Linked DNA regions of Mus musculus: regions 2, 3 and 4 are each linked to region 1. Evidence: chromatin contacts called from public HiChIP or PLAC-seq, capture Hi-C and promoter capture Hi-C data. All regions are on one chromosome and are shown on one strand. The core of a region is the stretch at or near the end of the contact, and the rest is flanking DNA. Distances in the headings are between cores, read along the strand shown.

The links. Promoter capture Hi-C pulls out the DNA fragments that hold promoters and counts their contacts. HiChIP or PLAC-seq counts read pairs in DNA pulled down with a chosen protein or histone mark. Capture Hi-C pulls out chosen DNA fragments and counts their contacts.
Region 2: an HNF4G HiChIP or PLAC-seq map of pancreatic cancer cells shows a contact between it and region 1. The contact joins the promoter of Gnb1l here to the promoter of Slc7a4 in region 1. A contact is called at or near these places in 1 of 39 promoter capture datasets (liver) and 1 of 115 datasets of contacts at active chromatin or transcription factors (pancreatic cancer cells).
Region 3: a capture Hi-C map of embryonic stem cells shows a contact between it and region 1, with 4 times the contacts expected there. The contact joins the promoter of 4933432I09Rik here to the promoter of Slc7a4 in region 1. A contact is called at or near these places in 3 of 39 promoter capture datasets (the 3T3-L1 cell line, cranial neural crest and liver), 1 of 115 datasets of contacts at active chromatin or transcription factors (pancreatic cancer cells) and 1 of 9 other capture datasets (embryonic stem cells).
Region 4: a contact with region 1 is called in a promoter capture Hi-C map of liver, with 5 times the contacts expected there. The contact joins the promoter of Rtn4r here to the promoter of Slc7a4 in region 1. A contact is called at or near these places in 3 of 39 promoter capture datasets (the C10 cell line and liver) and 1 of 115 datasets of contacts at active chromatin or transcription factors (pancreatic cancer cells).

What each region holds. Positions count from the first base shown.
Region 1 is chr16:17,575,189-17,578,066 of GRCm38.p6, forward strand. It overlaps Slc7a4 (solute carrier family 7 (cationic amino acid transporter, y+ system), member 4), which reads right to left and starts at 1,483. Exons shown (of 5, transcript NM_144852.3): 1 at 1,452-1,483; 2 at 1-777. The coding sequence starts at 745. It overlaps LOC115488657 (a long non-coding RNA gene), which reads left to right and starts at 691. Exons shown (of 2, transcript XR_003951946.1): 1 at 691-1,026; 2 at 1,226-1,569.
Region 2 is chr16:18,497,209-18,500,086 of GRCm38.p6, forward strand. Gnb1l (guanine nucleotide binding protein (G protein), beta polypeptide 1-like) reads left to right here and starts at 1,505. Exons shown (of 8, transcript NM_001081682.2): 1 at 1,505-1,643; 2 at 1,838-1,932.
Region 3 is chr16:18,212,350-18,215,227 of GRCm38.p6, forward strand. It overlaps 4933432I09Rik (RIKEN cDNA 4933432I09 gene), which reads right to left and starts at 1,514. Exons shown (of 3, transcript NR_015575.1): 1 at 1,488-1,514. It also overlaps a transcript of Ccdc188 not described here.
Region 4 is chr16:18,126,190-18,129,067 of GRCm38.p6, forward strand. It overlaps Rtn4r (reticulon 4 receptor), which reads left to right and starts at 1,453. Exons shown (of 2, transcript NM_022982.3): 1 at 1,453-1,713. The coding sequence starts at 1,692. It overlaps Gm52241, which reads right to left. Exons shown (of 2, transcript XM_030249377.1): 1 at 2,452-2,878; 2 at 1,425-2,018. The coding sequence starts at 2,475. The coding sequence ends at 1,425.

The sequences.
Region 1 (2,878 bases), core at 233-2,732:
CGAAGGCATAGAAACAGGTGGCTGTGCCAGCCAGGATGCCAGAGAAGCCGAAGGGTGCGAAACCACCTTCTTCTGCACTCCAGTTGTGAGGACGGGCCAGGATGAAACCCAGGACAATGATGAAGAGGATCACAATCAGACTGATGGCTGAGAACGTGTGATTAAGCCAGGAGGAGACTCGGGCTCCGCAGGAGACAAAGGCAGAAGCCACGAGTAAAATGCCAGCGGCCAGAAAATCTGGATAGTGAGCTAGGAAGGGCACCTGCCAGACGCCCAGGTGAGACTCCGTGAAGTTGCGAATGCTGTGGTTAAAGATGGCATCCAAATAGCCACTCCAGGCACGGGCTACAGCGGCACCTCCAATGAGGTATTCTAGAAGCACATTCCAGCCTATGAGGAATGCCCATATCTCCCCCATGGACACGTACGTGAATAGGTATGCTGAGCCAGTACGGGGCACACGGGCTCCAAACTCTGCATAGCATAGGGCCGCCAGCAGGGAGGCTACAGCGGCCACCAAAAAGGACAAGAGCACAGCGGGGCCAGCCATGTCCTTGGCCACTGTGCCTGTGAGCACATAGAGCCCAGATCCCACCATGCCACCCACACCCAGTAGAGTCAAGTCCAGTGTGGACAGGCAGCGCCGCAGTGATGTCTCCATGCTAGACTCTTCCAGTGGCTTCAGACGGTTCAGTTTCTGGCAGAAGCGTGCCAAACAGGCAGTACTGGGCAGTCCCCGGGCCATGGCAGACGGAGTACTGAACCAGTTTCTGGAACCTACTGGGGACAGACAGCGGGAATAACCAACCATCCTCCATTCTTTCATAGACAGCCCACCCCAGTCCTCGCCTCCTCTCCTTAGGAGCCCAGGTCAGCTGCACCATGGACCTACTTTAGAAGGCTTGAATGGGACGCGTGTCAGGGACTGTGGGCAGAGGGATAGAACGCATGGAAGTCCTTCCTGTCAGCTTTCAGGGCAGTGGAACTGGCAGAGAGAAGCAGACCTGCAGCGGACCTGCGAACCAGGTAGGTGGTTCTGTGAGTGAGTGGGAGGTTGCTTAAGAACAGGCTTGGAACAGGCTGCACCACGAGCAAGAAGAAATGGGAGGCTTCCCTGGAGCAGTGCCAGGTTGTCAGGACCCGGAACAGGAGCCGCTCCTGCAGCCGGGAACGTGGCCAAAGGGACATGGCCTCAGAGAAAAGCGATCACCCCCTCTTCTGCCAGGTTGGAGGAACAGCTCACCTGAAGCCAGGAGGCCAGAGCTGCAAGGGCCCCGATTCCCGATTCCCGGATGTGAAAGCTGTGGTGCACCTCCCCTCGCCATATGCTCCGCAGCCACAGCTGCTGAGGCTAGCTGCCTCCGCCATGTCCCTGTGCCCCTAGACGCCCAAGCCTTCTCTTGCATTTACGTTCCCGCAGCAGCGGTCCCTCCAGACCCGCTATGACCCACCTGCTGTCGCCGTCGCTGCCACCGTGCGCACTGCGCCTGCCCCACTAGTTTACAACGCCTGCGTGCAGGGCCCGCCCCTCGCTGCCAGGCGCCAGATAAACCCGAGCCTCACGACTCACATCACTGGTTGGGTTCTGTACAGGGTCCCCGCACCGCACCACGTCACGTATCAGAATAACCCTCTAAGCGAGTAAACTTCCAACATCGAGACTAGAGCTGACCTGGGTCCTAGGGCTTACTCCACATTTCATCCACCTCCCTAGGTGAGGAAGCCTGCTCGACTAACCTGCTGAGCCCCTTCTCTGGGTCCAGGTTGGGGGTAGAGCCAAGCCTGATACCGCCCCAGAGCAATTACTCTCCTTGATCTCCCTCCACCCCAACACAACTACAATTGGAAAACGTCCAGGTCCCCACCACGGAGCCTGCAAATGTCCAGCACAGTGAGATGAAGACAGGGGTCTGGCAGAGTGACCCTGGCACTCTAAACCTCAGTGGAGTGGCAGTAAGCACCTTGCACACTAGGCTAGAGAGGGCAGCCTTCCGGACGTGTTCTGTGAATTGGCAGAATTTACAAAGCTATTGTCTGTCTGGTAGTGTCCCATAAAAGGACAGTAGCCAGCATCAGAAGACAGCTTGCAACTCTACAGCAGGACTGCCACTTAGGCCCTCAAATATCAGTGACAGCCTCAGAGCACCTGACAGGACCTGGACATTCTTAAAGGACTCTCCATTCATGATAGCCAGCAGCTCTCCGCATTTGTCACCAGCGTTCCCGCCATCAGGGTGCCTGGGTCAGCTACGGCATAAAATCTCCAGAGTCCGCTTATGCTTAGCTCTGAGGAATCTTTTCTCTCTCTCTTCTTCTCAGATTGAAAACAAAGGTGGCAGCTAGGTAGGGTGACCTATGCCTGTAATTCTGGCACTTGGAGGATCAAAAGATTGAAGACCATGTATAAGTATGTATACATAGTTTTCATATATGTATGTGTGGCAATACATATGTGGTGAGGTGCTGACTTGTTGACAGCAAGACAATAGCCCAGCAAAGCCAAGTCGGGCAAAACCGAGGTAGGCATGTTTCTCCCAGAACTTTATATATTTGACCTACAATACATATCTAATGTAGTTAGTATGTATATGCAATAAAATAAACATACAACTATATAATATATACTTGATTATATATGATGATAGAGTGATATAAATACACCACTAAAAATCTATATTTCATACACACAAATATTCAAATTTATGGATGATTACTGGAAACTTAGGATGCAGTCTGCATGACTCATTCAGATGAGGACAAAGCGGTTGGGTGACATTCCAGATACACAGGGACACTTGGAACACTGTGACCTCCTGATAGCCAACATCATCTGAAGGTGCTGCTGCTGTTTAGCGCACTCCCCCATCTCCTCGCCCTC
Region 2 (2,878 bases), core at 255-2,754, 920 kb after region 1:
AGGTGCTGGCAAACAGACTGAGGTTCTACGCAGGAGCCGTCAGTGCCTTCTCTCCAGTCTCTCAGTCAGCACTTAAAAAGAAGGCAATTCAGGTACATACTACAGCATGGATGAACCCTGAAAATATATGAAATTAAATACATTCACAAATGGACATTTCATGAGCACCAATTACATGGGGTACACAGTCAAATTCAGACTGCAAATGGTGGGAGCTCAGGGTTTGGAGACGAGGAGTCAGTGCTTAATGGATAGTTTCTAGTGTGATGAAATAGTTTTGGATATGGTGGCAATAGTTGCACAGCCTCGAGAATACATTTATTAATATTACTACTGAACTGTATGCTTTACAATGGTTACTATGTTAACTTTTGTCGTGGACATTTGAGGTGATGCCCTAAAATAAAACCCAAAAGGTGGCCGGGCGTGGCGCACACCTTTAATCCCAGCATTTGGGAGGCAGAGGCAGGTGGATTTCTGAGTTCGAGGGCAGCCTGGTCTAAAAAGTGAGTTCCAGGACAACCAAGGCTACACAGAGAAACCCTGTCTCGAAAAACCAAAAAAAAAAAAAAAAAACAAGAAAACCCCCAAAAGGCAGTTTGGAAAAAGGCCGACAGTTGGGTAGTCTTTTGCACAAGCCTGCTGTTCACTATTAACTGGCTAAAGCTGCTTGGGCCTGAGGGTGATTGGAATTCACAGAAACAACCCTTCCCTTAAGGGAGGAAGTTTAAATTATCAGGTCAATTAGAAAAGATACAACTGAAAAAAAAAAAAAAAAAGCTAAGTTTCATTCACACTTCAAGGAGGTGTTTCCTGGCTGGGTGCCACTTTTATTGCTTTTGGCCCGAGCTACTGAAAGGCCCACAGACCCTTGGAAGGTACAATGTGATCTTTGATTCCCCTTTCAAGGATCAAAGCCAGTGCGTTTGGGTGTAAATGCAGATAACATTTCAGAGATCTTTCATGAAAGGAGTCATCAGAGCAGGGAAAACAGGGAGGTGGTGTGTCATGTGTGTGCTTGCTTTCAGATGGGATGCAGCAAAGCCTTCTGTTCGTGGTCCAAGACCCATCTAAACACATGTCCTGGTTGTGGGATGGATGACACTACAAGAACACAGAGGAGCTACAGGGACAAGCCATGCATATGCATGTGAGGGGCACACAGGCTCATTTCCTGGCCTCTCTAAAGTGACAGTGCTGCGTAGCGCGCTAGCTTGCTTGCCTGTAGCTGCTAGGCATTGAAGAGGAGGGACAAAACACACACAAAAAGACAGACACTTGCCACTCAGAGAGAAATACTCCCCAGGCCCGAAGGCTCAGCAGCCACTCAGTACCGGAGGCCTGATGACGCCCTTAGCCTTTAGACCCAAGCCGGCTCTGGGTAGTCCTCCAGGACTCACAACGCATGAGAACCGCCCCCTGCCTGCTCCAGTGGGACCCAGGACCACCCAGCACCTGCGCACCGGGCCTCTCCACTTAGTACGGTGCGCGCGCTCCCATCAGCCTCCGCGCTGGCGCGCTGGCGCGGTGTGACCCTCTGCGAGATGGAGGCCTCGCTGTTTACGGCGCAGGCGCGGTGGGCCGAACGTGCGCGCGCAGCCCCGCGGGAAGGCTAACTTGGGGCGTGCGGAGCGCCAGAGCCGGTACGTCGGGGGTGGCCGCGCACGCCGAGGGGGCGTGGCCGACGAGGTGGCAGCAAGACCCTCGGGTCCGGTTGCGTTAGGCTCGGATCTTCGCGGCGGGGTCTGTGTGGAGGCGTGAGGTGGGGAGCCGGCGTAGGGGCCCTGTCTTGAAGAGTCCCGTCCCCGCTCACCTGATCTCGCTCTTCCCTTTGCAGGTGGCGGTGGGATCCTGCCCTCGGAAGAAGCCCCTCTGCCTGGTGTTCTCCAGCGGAGCCTCTGATCCTGGCGGCCCCTCCTGGCGCAGTCCTAGGTAGGTGGACTTAGTTGTCCCGGAGCTTAAGAGCTGAATGTCCTGCATGGCGTTTCTGGCGGGCGGGCGGTGCAGGTAGTCTGTCCTCCACTCACATGGTGGCTTTGGGCATGTTCTGTTCCCGGGTCTCCTGGGTCTCGGGAGCAGAGAACTTCGGAGGAAGAGTACCGTGCGCCGCGGCCCTGCGTCTTCTTCTAGATTGTTGTCCAGCCCGGGAAAAGGAACGAAATTACCTAGTGCCAGGCAGGGAAGGCGGAGAGAAGCGAGAGAATTCAACAGACAGGCATGCTGAGGGCATGAGACCTCAGCATGGGATGGATGATCATGAAGCTCAAAAAGCTAGTGACTATCTCAGTAAGGAAGCAGCAGAAGTTGACTGCTCGCGCAGGGGTAGGGGCTCTTTTCCTAGGTTGTCAGGGGCACTCAGGTAGGCAGATAAAATCTAAGGTTCGAAGTTGGGGCAAGAGGTCTTGGTGGCACATGGGCTCTGGGCATGCAACATGGTGTTTGTGGGCAGCCTAACTTTGGGGAGTGGGGCCTGGCTTGTGGGAATTACTCACTGAGAGACTGGGTCTGGCTGATAATTATGGTGGGAATCCCAGGTCAAGGGCTGGGCTTTCAGGTGTGAGTCAAGGGTCTACCAGAGATGTTCTGAAATGCTTGGGTGGTAGAAGTAGGTACTGGGGGTGCTGACAGCTGAGTGTTACAAGCCAGTTGGGAGGTGCTGGTGAAAGATGAACCTTGCTATGCCTTTTTGGAGAAACTGACTCTGGATTTGGGGTAAACACATGGAAAGCCAGGTGTGAAGGCATGTGCAGAACTTGGTGCTCCTAGGAGAGAGTTGCGGAGAATTGGGCTAGGTGTATAGGGATGAAGAGAGTTGAGAGGAGCTCTCCAAGTGGTGGGCTTCCCTCCCTAGAGAGATTGGAGCAGAGTGTGAGAGTCC
Region 3 (2,878 bases), core at 264-2,763, 640 kb after region 1:
GAGATCTGACTCCTAAGAAAGGAGAGGGTCCTCAGCTTGGGCAGGGGTGCTTACGCTCAGCAGCCTAGTGGAGCACAGCATGGCGGTCAGCAGGCCACCTCCCAGTACAAGGCCTCAGAGCCCCCGACATCCTGAAATGATGGCTGTCTACTGGGACTGTGTCTTTCACAAGGGTTGTCTTTAGCACTCTTACTGTCTTTCTGACTGTTAAAGTTAAAAATACGAGTGGCCAAGAGCACTGACCGCTCTTCCAGAGGCCATGACTTCAAATCCCAGCAACCACACAGTGGCTCACAACCATCTCCAATGGGATCCAGTGCCCTCTTCTGGTGTGTCTAAAGACAGCTACAGTGTACTCACATAAAATAGATAAATCATTTTTTAAAAAAAATATGAGCAGTGGCTTCCAGAGAGTGACCACAGAAGAGAGGAGCAAACAGCCTGTCACCACATACATTCTAGGAGCAGAAAGTCCATGTCCAGTACTGAGCGCCCCATGGGTGTGCCTTTCCTCCAAGAGCTTCAACCTCTGGAGCTGGGAATTCCTAGAAGACCTCAAGGACCCAGCCCACCTAGTGCCCTCTTTGTGGGGATAAGACATGGAGACAGGATTTTACTGTGCATCCTAGGTTGGCCTCAAACTCATGGCAATCCTCCTGCTCTAGCCTTACAAAATCCTGATACACACAAGCATGAAGTAGCATGCCTAGCTCTGAGACCTTCTTTTGCCCACACCATGGTCTCAGGACCCTGCTTGCTCTGCACTCCCCACTCCCTGCAGACTGGAGAAGGCCGAGAAGGTCACACAGCTCTCAGAAACTCATGTCTACTTTGCCAGGAACAGAGAGGCCTAGCAGCCCCTACCTTCTGGCCCTGGGGTGACTTCATCACACAGACCACTTCATCCCTCATCTGCCCCTCTGCCACCTGGAAGGTCACAGGCTGTGACTCAGAGCCAAGTGTCATCTTGCCTCTCTAACAGAGCAAAGGAGAGTTCATGCCTAGGCCATACCCTAGGTCCTGGGTAGGAGATGAAAGGACTGGGCAGAGTCCTGGATGACAGGGTAATAATCCCAAGGCCACTCCAGGAATGCCTGTGAAACCCCAGACACATTCATCCAGGTTCTGTAGGATCCTCTAGTCCTACGCAGGGTGCTTTGGGGCTGCAAGTGGAGAACAGACTAGGTGGGTAAGGGCCAGAAGCCCAGGTTAAAAATACAGAAATGAGAATCTCTCATGGGTGTGGCTGGCTCTATGACTCTGAGTTCTACTCAGGCCCTGTAATGAGCATGGGTCATTGAGTGTCAAGGCCATAGTAAGGAGAGTAGAATCTGCCCATTTAGCCCCTGACTTCATCTCAGGCCAGCTGTAGGCAAGCGGCTCTGGATAACATAGCCTGTCCTCTCTCCTCTCCTCAGCATCCCCTAGGCACCAGCCGGGCTGGGGGGAAGGGTGGTGTGAGTGTGTCTGGATAGCTAGCCCCTTACCACCACTTCAGGCTCCTCAAGGCCATCTGGGTGTCATGGCAACATGGGCAGGAAGCGGCTGCCATGGCAACTGGTGTCCAGGGAAATGCGCTGCCTAGCAACAGGGGCTAGGGCCACTCTAGCTCCTCACAGCACACTCTAGTGTCCCACACTCTCTGTGTGTCTTCGAGTCTGCATCATCCTAGCACTCCCACCCAGTGCAGCCTCGGGGCTCCACACAGACCCTCACCCAACCCAACACACCAATCTGTAGGGTATTTAACATGCTAGCACAGCTCATGCTCATGCGGAACCAGCTACACGGCAGACCTGGGGCTCTTCTCTCCTACTAGACTCCCTCACCTCTCAGGACTCTCTGGAGATCAAGAGCATACAAGGACCGTGGAAAAGGGGGAGGCGTCTTCGGGGCTGTCTGAAAGAAACCAGCCTTCCAGATAGGGCACAGCCCAACAAAGGTAAGGTGATCAGAGAACATTGGGTTTCGGGTTAAGGTAGGCACCTAAGGTCTCAGAACATATGAGCACCTGAAGTGCCCTCAGTCCTTCCACGGCTGCTCAGTAACTGTAGCCCACGCTGAGCACTTGGAGCTGTGACCTGAGGATCCTAGCCTGCAGCCTTTGTGTGGTACTAACAGGACAGCATCCTGAGTATCTACTGGGCCCTTACCAAGTCTGGAGACTCAGAATATAGAACAAAGACACCACGACCACCACTGTCAGCTACTCAGGGCCTTTGCTGAAGCCACCCCATTCCAAAGCCATCCAAGGGCCTTCCTGGGCTCCCACCTCTGAGATCATCATATCCTGGTAACCATGAAACCCCAGAAAGAAACCAACAGGCAGAGGGCTTAGAAGCCCCTCCAGGGACCAGAGTGGGCAGCTTCTGAGTGCCGTAGGGCATGCTGGGGCAATTCCAGGCCTCTCCTCTAGTGTGACTGCCAGCCTCAGTCTGTACTGAGTGTAGAGATGCATCCCATACTGGAAAAATGCAGGACTCCAGCTTGTGTGCCAGCTGGGCCCCACCGGAGCTCTCATTGTAGCGCACACCAGCTCCTCCGCCACAGGTTTCAGTGGCCCCTGATGGGTATTCATTCCAGGTCTGCAAGACAACAGGAGACCGGCCGTTAGTCTGTAAGGGACTTCAGCAAACTGAAAGCGGGACTCAGCTAACTCGGGATACAAGTGGCTGGGAAGCAGGAACTGGCTGCAGACAAGCTTGGACTCCAGTACTGATTATGGCAGCTGTCAACAGAATTCCTTGGCAAACTCCCTAGGTCTCATCATTCCAGATACCAGAGCTGGAGCAGTGATATGCATGGCAAGAGGCCCTCCTGCTTCAACCTGGACCTCCCTATGGTTTAACAGAAAAAAAAAATACCTTTTAGCTTTCTG
Region 4 (2,878 bases), core at 203-2,702, 550 kb after region 1:
AGTCGATGGGGGAAGTGCCCTCTCTAAGCCACTGAGCAAAGATGGTAGCCCAGGACTCTAGCCTGGTCTTCAGATTTTCAGCCATGTCCCACGACATGAGGTGGTTGGAGCCACACCAGCCACTGGTGTGGGCACTGCTGGATTCGAGGACACTGGGAGAAAGGTGTTGGTCTAGGCTATAGGCCATGGCCTTCTGCTGGCTCTTTGAAGTTGGCTTTGGGTTATTCATCTGTCACTGGGTGGCCAGCCTCCCATGTGGTGGGGAGTGGAAATGAGAACTTACTGAGTCACATAGGGGTCAATCTGGTGGCACTTGGTGACCAGTATCCAATGAAGAAGTGGCCGTGAGTGCCTGCCCTGCCTTAACCTCATCTCACACATTTCAGTGACCTGAAAAATCCAAGTCAAATGAACAAGGACAACTGGGACAAAGCACACAGAGGTGTGGTTGGGGACACAGCCAGGGCAGGACCGAGCAGTGTAGCTTCCATATATGGCCAGAAAGCCATTCCATTGCAGGCTCTTCAGCGCTCTCCACCCCTGAAGCTTATGCCATACTGGGTGTTCTCTTTCTCTACTGAGACAGGCGGACCATGGGCCCTATCCAGCTCTCTGGCTAGATAATGTGCAGGACAGATACAGACAACGACCTGGCAGCCAGCCGAAGCACCTCTACCACCACCCCACCCCAGAATGCACCTAAGAACTCCAGATAGAGCACCCAAGCAGGAATGGGAGATGGGACATGTTGGGGGGGGGGGTTGCCATTAGGAACATTGGCCTTATATTGATCTGGCTTGGTGGAGGGTGGGTCCAGAGGATTCTTCGGACTTTGTAATCTCCATTGCAAAGGGGAAATGATAGGAGCTTGTGCAGAGGCAGGTGCAGACAAAGCCTGAGTGTCCTTCCTGGGACAGGGAACTACAAAGCTGGAGAGAGCACTACTGCGCTATTACACCTTGCCTCTCAGTTTTCTTACCCAGTCGCCTAGGACAGTTTCGAGCAAAGGGCTTTAAGGGGCAAGCGGAGGCGGGCCATGCAAAGGCCTGCTGCATCTGTCCGATGCCCAGGACTCCCTTCGGGACTCAGCCTGTGCCGCCACGCCCTCGAGCCCGCGCCCACGGCCGGTTCCGGGACGCGGTGCCCGCGGCCGCCTGCAGGGGCCGCCGCCTCTTCAGGAATGCGCCGCCTTTGTCTGGGACCGCGCGTGGCCCGTGCACCGGGTGGCTGAGCGCGTCCTGCCACTTGCACCGCGCTCCGGACACCCTCGCCTCCCCTCCCGTCGCCCGCCCGCTTGCCCTACACCCCGTACCCACCGGTCCGCCCCAGCGCGGCGCGCCCAGGTGAGCGCCCCGCCCGGCGCCAGGCCCCGCCCCGGCCCCGCCCCGCCCGGACCGGCGGGGAGACCGGGCGGATTCCGCGCGTCAAACCACATGATCCCATAAAACATTCATCCTCTCCTGGCCCGCGCTGCGAGCGCCCCGCCAGTCCGCGCCGCCGCCCTCACCCTGTGCGCCCGCAGCCCGCGAGCCCAGCCCGGCCCGGTAGAGCGGAGCGCCGGAGCCTCGTCCCGCGGCCGGGCCGGGACCGGGCCGGAGCAGCGGCGCCTGGATGCGGACCCGGCCGCGCGCAGACGGGCGCCCGCCCCGAAGCCGCTTCCAGTGCCCGACGCGCCCCGCTCGACCCCGAAGATGAAGAGGGCGTCCTCCGGAGGTGAGTGTCAGCGCCGCTCCGGAGACAGGCTGCAGCGGGGCGGGGCGGGGGGGACGCAGGGCATGGCTCACGCTGCCAGAGATGGAGCCGGGTCGCCGGTCGCTCCCGAGGGCCACCGCAGTGCCACGCCGCGCGCTGGCCGCTAGCAACTGGGCCCTGGGAGGGCGGAGCCCGCGGCAGCCGCAAAAGTTGCGGCTTTGCGGGAAAGTTGACAGCGACGGCGGGGCCAGGGATGGAGGGTACGAGGTTCCAGATGTTGGACCAGGGCCGGGTGGAGACTGAGGGCTGGAAGGGCGGGGTCCCACCTGAGAGCGCAAAGGCGGCGAATGGGTTAATGAGCGGGTTTGCAGAAACGTGGGCACCGGACCGAGATGGGGTCTGCCCAGCGAACCCTGCTCAGAAGCTGTTTCTTTGGGGTCAAACGGAGTAGGGATGAATACGGGTGTCAGCAGCAGCAGAGGGCGTGGGGGACAGGGCGATCCCAGAGCTATCTCTGGAGCAGGTAGAGAGGAGAACACACACACACACACACACACACACACACACACACGCAAGGCAATGTCTCCTCCTCGGAGATCGGGAGAGCTCCTGAGAGTGAGCGGCTCCATTGAGGGGCGTTGGTGCTCGAAACACCCCCTCCTTGGCAGCCCTGTGGGATTCCCTCCTCCCATCCGGTTGCAAAGCCCCCACAGTAGGGGCAAGGGAGGATGGGCTTCATGCAGGTTGGACATGCCTTACCTGGAGAATCTGGGGTGAACACATTGCCTTCCCCAGGTGCCCACCCTATCTACCCTGCTGATGTCCATGGTGCCGCAGGCTGCACACACGTTTCTTTGCACGTGTCTACATGGGCTACATACAGCCTTGCACACCTCCAGTGCACATGCATACCAAATCTGCCCTAGTGTGCACATGCACATAAATGCTATAAGCACATCCCTGTACTCGGGTGCATAGCTCTGTCCTCACTCCTGCCTACACACCTATGACCATACATGCATTTATGCAGCCTGCCTGCTGCGATCTTCATGCTTAGCACATGGTGGGGCCCCTTAACAAGACCCACTCCCATGGAGACACACTTGGATTTTGATTAGGGATGCTCCGGGCAGCTGGACCCAGACAGAGGGACAAGTCCTGGAGTCTCCTTCACAGTGCTTGAGTC